2 separate regions of the Muntiacus reevesi genome follow, and region 2 is linked to region 1. Evidence: chromatin contacts called from public Hi-C data. All regions are on one chromosome and are shown on one strand. Each heading gives the region's core, a stretch centred on a gene start, on an enhancer-like site or on the middle of the called end of the contact. The rest is flanking DNA. Distances are from core to core; before and after follow the strand shown. Region 1 holds the start of ISY1 (ISY1 splicing factor homolog). Region 2 holds the start of LOC136167496.

Region 1 (5,175 bases), core at 1,201-3,700:
GCCGCAGGGTAAGTTCTGGGAGCAGTGAGAAAACACTTCGGGGGAGATAACTACATGGGCAGATATAAGCACGCTACTTCAACACAGGGAGAGGAAGAAACGGGTACCCAAAGACCAAACAGGAAGAGAGCTCCCAGGTGGCGACTGAGCAGCATAAAACCTACAGGCAAAAGGGACTTGATACTCACATGGCCTTTTCTGCGTTTCGGGCCTAAAAGGAAAAGAGAGGGGAAGAAAAACGTCCATGTTTAAAAGAGTTTTTTCTTTTACTTTTTAGAAAAAGGTTTTATTTAAAGAAAAGCTTCACCAGGACACAGTCAGAAGCATGGGCACAGCAATGACAACAAAAATCAAACGATGTCCAAATCCTGTGACTTGACTTAGCCGCTCTCCCTAAACTCTACTCCTCCCCATGACCACTCCCTTGGATTTGGCCACTCCTCCTTCAGAATCCACCTGTGTCATCATCATCCCAGGCAATTCTCCTGTCACCCGTTCTTCCCAGCTAGGCTGCTCCCCTTTGTCTGGGTCTATACCTACCAGGCACTTTCCACCCAGCATCACAACTGTCTGTTCTGTGCCAGTGGAACTTGAGGAAGGAAAGACTGGCTTTTACAAGTGAGTTTTACGGAAAGATTGTTGCACTGAGGGCAAGTCACTCATCCCTGAAACACAGCGTCAGGCTGGGAACACGTTTTCTGGGTTGCAGTGTAAGCAGAGTACTTGTTGAGTCCAGGATCTGAGCGTTACTCTCCACTCTCCCACTTAGCGTCCCTGAGAAATTCTCTCTCAGGCTTGGCTTCCCCATCTCTAGGCAAGGATCGCACCTTTTACCTCACATAGGCGTCAGGATGGTGCAATCAGATAAATATATGAAGAGGTCAGCGATGCAGTTTACAGGTGCTCAGCAAGAGTGAGCTCCACTTAAGTCTTTCTGACTTTTTCTTCCAACTGACACAGAAATAAGCTTGCTAAGTGCTCGGTAGATAGATGGACACGATATCTACTAAGGAAGGAAACAGAGGCTCTCCCAGGAGAAGCCATCTTCTTGAAGGCTGAGGTTGTGTCCTGCCTACTTCATTAAAGCCTATAGATTCTCAGTATATAATGTAATTCGTGAAACACCATGCTGGGTACTACGGATCTGGCCCCGGTCCTTCCTTTTGAGGGAAGTCAGAGGAACTTCGGTCCCCAGCACAGTGAGTCATGTGACAAGGGCAGGTAGCCGGGATTGCAACGCAGTGGACATCTGTTGCTGCTGTTTGGTCACCGGGTCGTGTGCGACTCTGCGATCCCATCGACTGCAGCACACCAGGCTTCCCTGTCCTTCACTATCTCGCAAAGTTTGCTCAAACTCATGCCCATTGAGTCTGCGATGCCATCCAACCATCTCATCCCCGGCCGCCCCTTCTCCTCCTGCCCTCCACCTTTCAGAGCTTCCCTGTGGCTCAGACAGTAAAGAATCTGCCTGCAATGCAGGAGACCTAGGTTCCTTCCCTGAGTCGGGGAGATGCCCGGGAGAAGGGAACAGCTGTCCACTGCGGTATTCTTGCCTAGAGAATCCCACGGCGGAGTACAGTCCGCAGGGACACAAGGGTAGGAGAGGGCTGAGAGGCCAACACTTCCAAGGGACGTGACTTCGGGCAAACGCAGGGAGAGAGTGGAGGCCAGGGGAGCCTGGAGCGCTGCGGTCCACGGGTGTGCAAAGAGTCGGACACGACGAAATCCAGGGTTATGGAAAGCCACAAAAAGGAGTGTGTGTGATGGCCACAGTTTGCCGGAAACATCCAAAGCTTCTCCTCTGCCAGGGAGTGGAGGGAGGAGACCCCTACGCTTGTCAGAGTTCGCAAACGAGAGCCTGCGGGCTGAGGCGGCCAGTGTGAAGGAGTAATGGGGGGCGAGCGGCATATCTCCGAGGGCTGGAGAGCGGAGAAGGCTGCTTTCTGCACCCTGGTTTCTCATCAATCGACGGACTTCCACGACGCCTTCGATAACTTGCTACGGCGCCTCGCGCCTCCCACCGGCGCTTCGCTTGGTGAGAACGTCACGGTCACCAACGGCCCCGCGCATCCTCCCGTCCCTGGGCCCTGCCCTCGGGGGCTGCCCTCGCCTCCTCCGGCCTCACGCGGCGGGAAAGCCCTGTGTCCCGAACGCGAGGGCCGCAGCCCCCGGGCTCCCCGGCCCCGGCCCGCCGCTCTCCTCCCCCGCTCCCCGCCCCGCTCACCATGCTGAGAGGGAGCGCGCCGCCCTCAGGCCGCGCAGCACCAGCCCACGGACTTCTGCCGCCCCGGGAGCGGCCAATCCAGACGGGAACTGAACGTTTTAGCCTTCCGGAACCACCGGCTTCCCAGTCGGAAGGATAACTACGGGAGCCGGAAGTGAGGAACCGGAAGCGAAACTCAGAATTGACCTGGGGACGGGAAGGAAGTGCAGGCGCGCTCCCGTTGGCAGCCTTCCCTGGGCGTCAGGACGTCGCACAGACGTGTGCGCACGAAAATTAGGGGCGTGGCAGAACTGCGCTTGCGCAATGGAACGGAAGCGTCTTCGACTAGGACCGGGGTGGTGGGGTGGTGCTGGTGCTGGTATTGCTCTCGCGATAACAACGGCGTGGTTTCCCGTGATAACTCGCGGTGAGTCTGCTTGGTCCGTGGCTGCTCCTGGAGGTTCGCGTCCCTGCTACCCGTCAGGTCCTGGGAGCGGAGACACGCCGTTGGAAATTTCTCGTCCTCAGCCCTCTGAGTGGACGGGGGGCCCTCCCGCGGCCCGCGTGCTCGTCAGGAGCGGGAGGTTGCCTCGCCTCGCCAGCTCCCCCTCCCCTCTCAGTCGTTTATTTCGGGTCTGTGCTTCTCAGAGTTTCGCCTGGAATCGCGGGGTCTGTCCGAGCTTGACCCAGGCTTGAGGTCACCCTTTAAAAGTAAACGTAAGGCCCGGGGGAGAAAAGGACCGTTACTGCTGGAGCTCAGTCGGTGGGTACTGGGCACGCCGCGGGCATCCGAAGGGCCTCAGCCCAGGACCAGGGAGTCAGGGAAGAGACCGCCGCTAGGGATGGAGCTGGTGACTCCTCCCGCAGGGCCCCGGTGACCGCTTCGGCCAGTTCCAGCACCTCCCCTTCGGCCAGCATGGTGCTTTGCGGAAGCGACTTCCTGCGACACGGGGCCTAATCTTTGCTGGGTGCTCCGGCTGCAGCCGGGAAGCACAGGCCGTCGGGGGACGCAGCCAACGTTTGTGGTTCAGACAGGACCTCCGAGTGCTTGGGACAGACACGAGGGGCTCGTGCCTGAGCCGTGACAAGTTTTCCCTTAAGAAGTTCAGGCTGTCCTGCCACAGTCCATCGTCCGCCTCCCTGACAGCTAGGCGTGGGCTTGCCAGGAAACCCTGGCCCATGAGAGTGGAGTGGAAGGAATGTGTGCCACTTAGGTGGCGCCCTGAGAAGTGTGGATGTGCCTTGCCCTTGCCCCTTGGCTGCTTTAGTACTGTGAGCCATAGGGGGCGCTCTCCCAGGCTGATGCCCGCTTTCAACCATCTCAGCAGAAGCCAGGAATACAGATGGGTCATCCAGGAGAGATGTGCAGAGGAACCTCTTGTCAGATGGAGTGAATTCCCATGACACACACAGGAGACCCCCAAGGTTGAACATTTCACACCAGTAGAACCACTGCCAGCTTGGACGGCATGGGACAGAGGGTACAAAAGAGGGCTGTTAACCCGCAAAAATTCTAGGGGCAGGACATGGGCTGATCAACGTGTAGCCATGCACAGGTGCCGCCCTTCATGGAGAGCAGCTGATGGCTCCTGGGGAGGCAGCTCAAGCCCAGAGGATGTGGGCTTGAGGCTTGAGGTTTCAGGCCCTGAAACCTAACACACTTGCCCTGTGACTGGTTGAAACCAGTGAGGCCTCTTCCTTCCAGTCTCCCATCCTGACGGGTAGTGGGAGACGTACAGTCTCCCACTCATCTTGGGGAGCAAGTCACAAAGCTCCTGATAGGAGTGATGGCCCAGGCTGGATCATACCGAGATCTCACCCATACCTGATTTAGGACAGACTGGGGCCTCTGTAGCCGGCCAAACTTAGAGCAGACTTGTATCTTTGATGGGATGACGCTTTTAGTGGTGTTAGGATGAGATGGTGACAGGGTCCATCCGAGGCAGAAGCATACCCTCCCTTCATGTAAATGTCCTGGTCCCCCAAGACCTGAAGTTAATACAGACTCCTTGTGATCTGAATGGATCCTGGAGCATTGTGTTCTTCGTGGAAAATAAAGATATGCCAGTATGAGAGTAAAATAACACAACCCTCCTGAAAGAGGACTGCATCTCACAGGTCGTGTCGCAGCTTTTAATCAACTTTGGGCTTCTTTGTTCCAAATTACAGTTAACTAGCTGAATATACCAGAAACTCCCATGCTCGTGAGGGGATGGTATTCTGTTGGGTCTAATAGAATTAACACCCAAGGAAAGAGTAAAAATGAGTTACGGTAGAATCCTTAGGGGGCTTCCCTGGTAGCTCAGCTGGTAAAGAATCCGCCTGCAATGTGGGAGACCTGGGCTGGGAAGGTCCCCTGGAGAAGGGAAAGCCCACCTGCGTAAGTATTCTGGCCTGGAGAATTCCAGGGGTCATTCGACCCTTTACCAACGACGTCTTGTCACCCAATCACTACAGTCCGCGGGTTGCAAAAAGTCCGACACAACTGAGCAACTTTGGCGCATGCAGAATCCTTGGGAAGGGGTATGATTGGAGCATCCCAAAATTGTAAGAAAAATTTCAGTCACTAGTAAGACTTTAATCCATCACACTTGTCGTGTTCCTGCTGTCCCCAGAGGGACAGGGCCCTCAACCTGTTTCCCGCAGCACCAGCTCCTTCATCTGCCAGCTGACCAGCTTCACCCGCATGACCCGCTGCCTCCCGGAGACTGGAGGTAGTGGCCAGACACTTAAGCATTTGACAACTGGCTCATCCCGCCCCATTTCAGGCTTGCCCAACACAGAGGTGTTCCTCTCAGCAGGATGCAGTGTGGCGGCACTGCTGGAAGTTTGAAAACAAACAATAGGTACCATTGATTATTCGACCCTTTACCAACGATGTCTGGTCACCCAATCACTATACAGTGATGCTGCAAGATAGCTTTTCTTCACTTTACAGACCAAGCTCAGAGCTACTGGCTGAGCCCGAGCGG
Region 2 (5,175 bases), core at 904-3,403, 190 kb after region 1:
GCTGCTTACTGAGCATTGAGCACAGGGGAGGAACCTGCTGACTAGTTCCATTACCATATTTCACACATGCCAGAGCTTGGAGAGACACGTGTAAGGGTGCCAGCCTGTCCAGCACCCAGCACGCTAGTAAAGCTCAGGAACGGGCAGTGGCTTCAAGAAGGAGGACATTTCTTTCACATTCAAGCTGGTGATTCCCAAGATCAACGTTGATTCTAAGGCTGTTACTACTTTATTTTTTAAGCGTTGAGAAGACATTTTGGCAAGATTTTAAGGCAGAAGTTGTTTCAGTGGTTTTCCACAATACTAACCCTGAAAACACAGGGCCTCCCCCATGGCTCAGCAGTAAAGAATCTGCCTGCAATGCAGGAGATGAAGGTTTGATCCCTGGGTCGGGAGATTCCCCTGGAGGGCATGGCAACCTGCTCCAGTATTCTTGCCTGGAGAATCCCCATGGACAGAGCCTGGCGGGCTAAGACCCATGGGGTCACAAAGAGTCAGACAGGACTAAGAGATTAACACTTTCACTTTCAAGCTGTTACGCATAAGAGACTCTTGTTCAATGCCTGGGTCAGGAAGATGCCTTGGAGGCGGAAATGGCAACCTACTCCAGTATTCTTGCCTGGGAAATCCCACAGCAGAGGAGTCTGGTGGGCTGCTGTCCAGGTCACAGAGTCACACCGGACTGAAGTGACTGAGCATGCACGCATCAACCCTCAAAACATAGAAAGATATTCCAGCAACAGGACTCACTACAAATACGTGTGTTCATAGCAGGAAGATGTTATTAATTAATATTTATTCGTTCTTTCAACAAACAGGTCTTGAGCGCCTTCTGTCTGCCGGGCCAAACCCAGGCTCCTTCTCCTCCCCTCAAAAACAAAAACTAGGGGGGGGGGATCGGGATGGGGAATACATGCAAATCCATGGCTGATTCATGTCAATGTATGACAAAACCCACTACAATATTGTAAATTGGCCTCCAACTAATAAAAATAAATGGAAAAAAAAACAAACCCTGTCTTTCAAGAGGGCTCAGGCCATCTCAACAACCAACCTTTGCAGCAAGTATTGCGGCACTGACCTTGGGAAGTCTGTCCTCACAAACGGAACCTCTTGAATCTTTACTAAATATCGTGGTCTCGGATAAAAAAAAGTCCTTTTTTTTTTTTTTAACGTTGCCTTACCGCTTTATGATGTGACAACCTTACGAAAAAGCTTTGCGCCTTCAGATGGCACACTTAGACATTCCCAAACTTGTCGTGTACCCAGTCCCCGTCGCCATTTCGGCCCTTGGAAGGGACCCAGCCTAGGCGAGAGGTGGACATCCCCACCCTCGTAAATCTTTCAAAAACAAAGCCCGCCAACCACGGCATATCCTCACACGTCTTCCCGCACTTTGCTTTCCCTCACTTAGGTGTCTGCTGGGTTGGGTCCCCACTAGTGTAGGAGCCGTCCTGCGCTTTCCCGCGACGGCACGTCACTCCTCCGAGAGGAGGAACGAACTCGGTTCACCTTCCCGTCGCTGGTTTCGCGGGCAAGACCGGAAGATCAGCCTCCGCGAGGCAGCTGAGGGAACTGGAGCTAAGGGGACCCAAACTGCTGGGAGGGAATACCTAACGTGGCCGCGGGGCTTCCTCAGCCTGGAGCCGGGTCCAGGAAGGGCAGGGCCCGCTGCCCGCGAGGCCGCCCCACCGCCCCGACAAGCACCGAGGCCCAGAGAGAGCACCCAGCGACGGCGGCCAGGCCACTTCCGGCCGCGCAGTGGGGGCCGCCATCTTGGACTCTTGGCCACCTAAACGACAACAAAGACGGCGGGACACTGCGGAAGCTGTCTTTCTCCGGGAGCCTACTGCGATGCCAGCTCACAGATCGCCGGGTGTCCCCAAAACAGACCGGCCCCTCAGCGTTCCGTACCGCCACACAGGAAGCCGCCATCTTGTACTGCAGAACCCTCCCTTTCCGGGACCGGCCGCTGACGTGACTCGTGAGGTGCGAGCCAACAAAGGCGGCGCGAGCGCCCTCTGGCGGTAGCGCCGCAAAAGCGCCGACAGCTTTGACCCGACGAGGATTCTGCTTCCGGGTCTCCGAGGGGGCGGGTCGTGACCCAAGCGCCGGGCAGGGGCGTGGCTGGGGTGGCCTGGGGAGCATGCGCATCGACGTTGGAGCGGGGTGGGGCTCGGCCTGCTCAGGTTGAGGGTCCTGAGTGAAAGTGAAAGGTTAAAGTCGCTCAGTCTTGTCGGACCCTTTGCGACCCCATGGAGCACGCCAGGCCTCCCTGTCCGTCACCAACTCCCGGAGCTTGCTCAGACTCATGTCCATCGAGTCGGTGACGCCATCCAGCCGTCTCATCCTCTGCCGTCCCCTTCTCCCGCCTGCGTCTTTCCCAGCATCAGGGTCTTTCCCAATGACCCTATAGGACAGTGAGGGTCCTAGTGGTTTATTAGTCCTCGCCCGCCCGTGAGGCTCGTGCTATGTACTGTTACCGCTTACACGTGCCCTCCTTACCCCCTCTGCTAAACCCTGGGGGAGACGGCCTGGAGGTCTCCCCTCTCTGTAAAATGGGAAACATTACCTGGCCGGGGGTTGTTGCGAGGCTTGCTTTCGGATGACAGCATGGGTTCGTAATGACTGCCTGCTTCTCCCTCGGTGATAGTGAGAACAAGCCTAGGCAGGACAGCCTGGGCCGCCCTGGGTCACAGCTGGAGGAGCCTCCCGGGCAGGGGCAGTTGATACGGCACAGGGGCAGCGCGGTGCACGCGGTGGGGCCTTTGCTCCCCGCAGCTGAGGGCGCTTCCGCAGAGAGTGGCCACGAGCAGACAAGGCGTGAAAGTGCCTGCCCAGCTGCCGAGCCCGGCGCCGCGTCGGTGGGTGTCCAGGTGGCTGTGAAGCGGACGGTGGTGGTCGTGGGGAGCACCGTCCCCAGCCGCTCCGAGAAGCCAGACCACACAGCCGTGTTCCTCTCCTGTGGCTGGTGACGGCTTGTCACGGGCTAGCGTTCTGGAACCACCTGGCGACCAGCTCTCTCAGCCTGCAGCGGCCTGAAGGTTGGGCGGTGCCCAGAGGCCGTTCTGGCTCCGTCAGGAGTCTGGCCGCCTGGCCTCCCTTGGAGGGCTCCTGCTGTCCTCTTCCATGAGGAGAACTACATGTCTTTGGGATTCACACATCAAGATGCACAGCGCCTGCATGCTAAGAAGCTCAAAGATAGTGATTTAAGGCTCCTTAGATAAGATTACCTGCTCTACTTGCTTCAAACCAGCAATCATACCACCTCGATTTCCATGAGGGTAGCTTCCTCATTCTGGAAGTTAGATGCATTCCAGGGCTTCAGGAGACCTCTCTTTAAAGGGGAAAATTTTAAAAATAAATAAATAAAGGGGAAAATTATGTTTCTATCAGTTCCTACAGGGGTGATGAGTTAGCACGTTAATGGAGTTACAGTGGTTGGGGGCACGTCTGAGTCAGTTTTCACCCTCACCCTCATCACATGACCCAGGGGAGATGCTGTTTCTGTCCTTTGGAAATATACAACGTTTGTTAAGCCAGGTGTGCACATCACAGATATTACTACCTTGATGCAGGAGAAATGAAGTAAGGAAGCCTCATCCTGTTTCTCTGTGATTATCCAACACTGAAATTGTCCAATATTGTCCTGGACATTCATACTGGACAACACTAACCAAAGCAAACAGGAACATCAGGCCTTTCCACTTGTTTCCTCATAATGTGAAGAATTAATCCTTTGTGCAGTTGTCTTTTTTTTTTTCAGCTGTGCTACTTGGCTTGTGGGACCCTAGTTCCCCACCCAGGGATCGAACTTGGACCCTGGCAGTGAAAGCACCAAGAGTCCTAACCACTAGACTGCCAGGGAATTCCCCTTGCAGTTGTCTTTTAAGCAAAATAGAATAATAAAAAAGCTACAAACAAAAGAACATTATGTTATTGCTTACATTTATCTTGATTGGTGCTCTTTTCCCCTGTATTTGGAATCAAGTTACTGACTAGTATCATTTCACTTTAGCCTGAAAGACTCCCTTTATTATTTCTTGGAACGCAGGTTTGACTAGCAACAAATTCTCTCAATCTTTGTTTATCTTGGGATCATCATTGCTGTTTCATTTTTATTTTAGCATTATCAGTTCAGTTGCTCAGTCGTGTCCGACTCTTTGTGACCCCACGGACTGCAGCACACCAGGCCTCACTGTCCATCACCAACTCCCGGAGTCCACCTAAACTCTTTTCCACCTAAACATTGAGTCAGTGATGCCATCCAACCATCTCATACTCTGTTGTCCCCTTCTCCTCCTGCCCTCAATCTTTCCCAGCATCAGGGTCTTTTCAGATGAGTCAGCTCTTCGAATCAGGTGGCCAAAGTGTTGGAGTTTCAGCTTCACCATCAGTCCCTCCAATGAACACCCAGGACTGATCTCCTTTAGGATGGACTGGTTGGATATCCTTGCAGGCCAAGGGACTCTCAAGAGTCTTCTCCAATGCCACCGTTCAAAAGCATCCATTCTTCGGCGCTCAGCTTTCTTTATAGTCCAACTCTCACATCCATGTATGACCACTGGGAAAACCATAGCTTTGTCTAGATGGACCTTTGTCGGCAAAGTAATGTCTCTGCTTTTTAATATGCTGTCTAGGTTGATCATAACTTTCTTTCCAAGGAGTAAGCATCTTTTAATTTCACGGCTGCAATCACCATCTGCAGTGATTTTGGAGCCCAGAAAAATAAAGTCAGCCACTGTTTCTACTGTTTCCCCATCTATTTGCCATGAAGTGATGGGACCAGATGCCATGATCCTAGTTTTCTGAATGTTGAGCTTTAAGCCAACTTTCACTCTCCTCTTTCACTTTCATCAAGAGGCTCTTTAGTTCTTCACTTTTTAGCATTATAGTGTACTACATTAATTGACTTTTTAAAACAATTTTTATTTACTTATTTTTGGTTGTCCTGGGCCTGCCTTGCTGCTCGGGCTACTGTCTACTTGCAGTGCCAAGGCATCTCACTGTGATGGCGTCTGCAGACACAGGCTCTGGGGCACACGGACTTCAGGAGTCATGGCGGGAGGGCTCAGTGGTTGTGGCTGCTGGGCTCTACGGCACGGGCTCTGCACGGCATGGCTCACAGTGTCATTGAGTTAGAGAAGGTTGGTCCAGGTGATCAGATTGGTTAGT

The links. A called contact is a pair of places that touch in the nucleus more often than the background predicts.
Region 2: a contact with region 1 is called in a Hi-C map of muscle, with 7 times the contacts expected there. The contact joins the promoter of LOC136167496 here to the promoter of ISY1 in region 1. A contact is called at or near these places in 2 of 3 Hi-C or Micro-C datasets (blood and muscle).

Annotation. Positions count from the first base shown.
Region 1 is chr4:116,791,337-116,796,511 of mMunRee1.1, forward strand. ISY1 (ISY1 splicing factor homolog) reads right to left here and starts at 2,451. Exons shown (of 11, transcript XM_065934014.1): 1 at 2,225-2,451; 2 at 189-211. The coding sequence starts at 2,227.
Region 2 is chr4:116,985,698-116,990,872 of mMunRee1.1, forward strand. LOC136167496 reads right to left here and starts at 2,154. Exons shown (of 4, transcript XM_065935049.1): 1 at 1,915-2,154. The coding sequence starts at 2,154.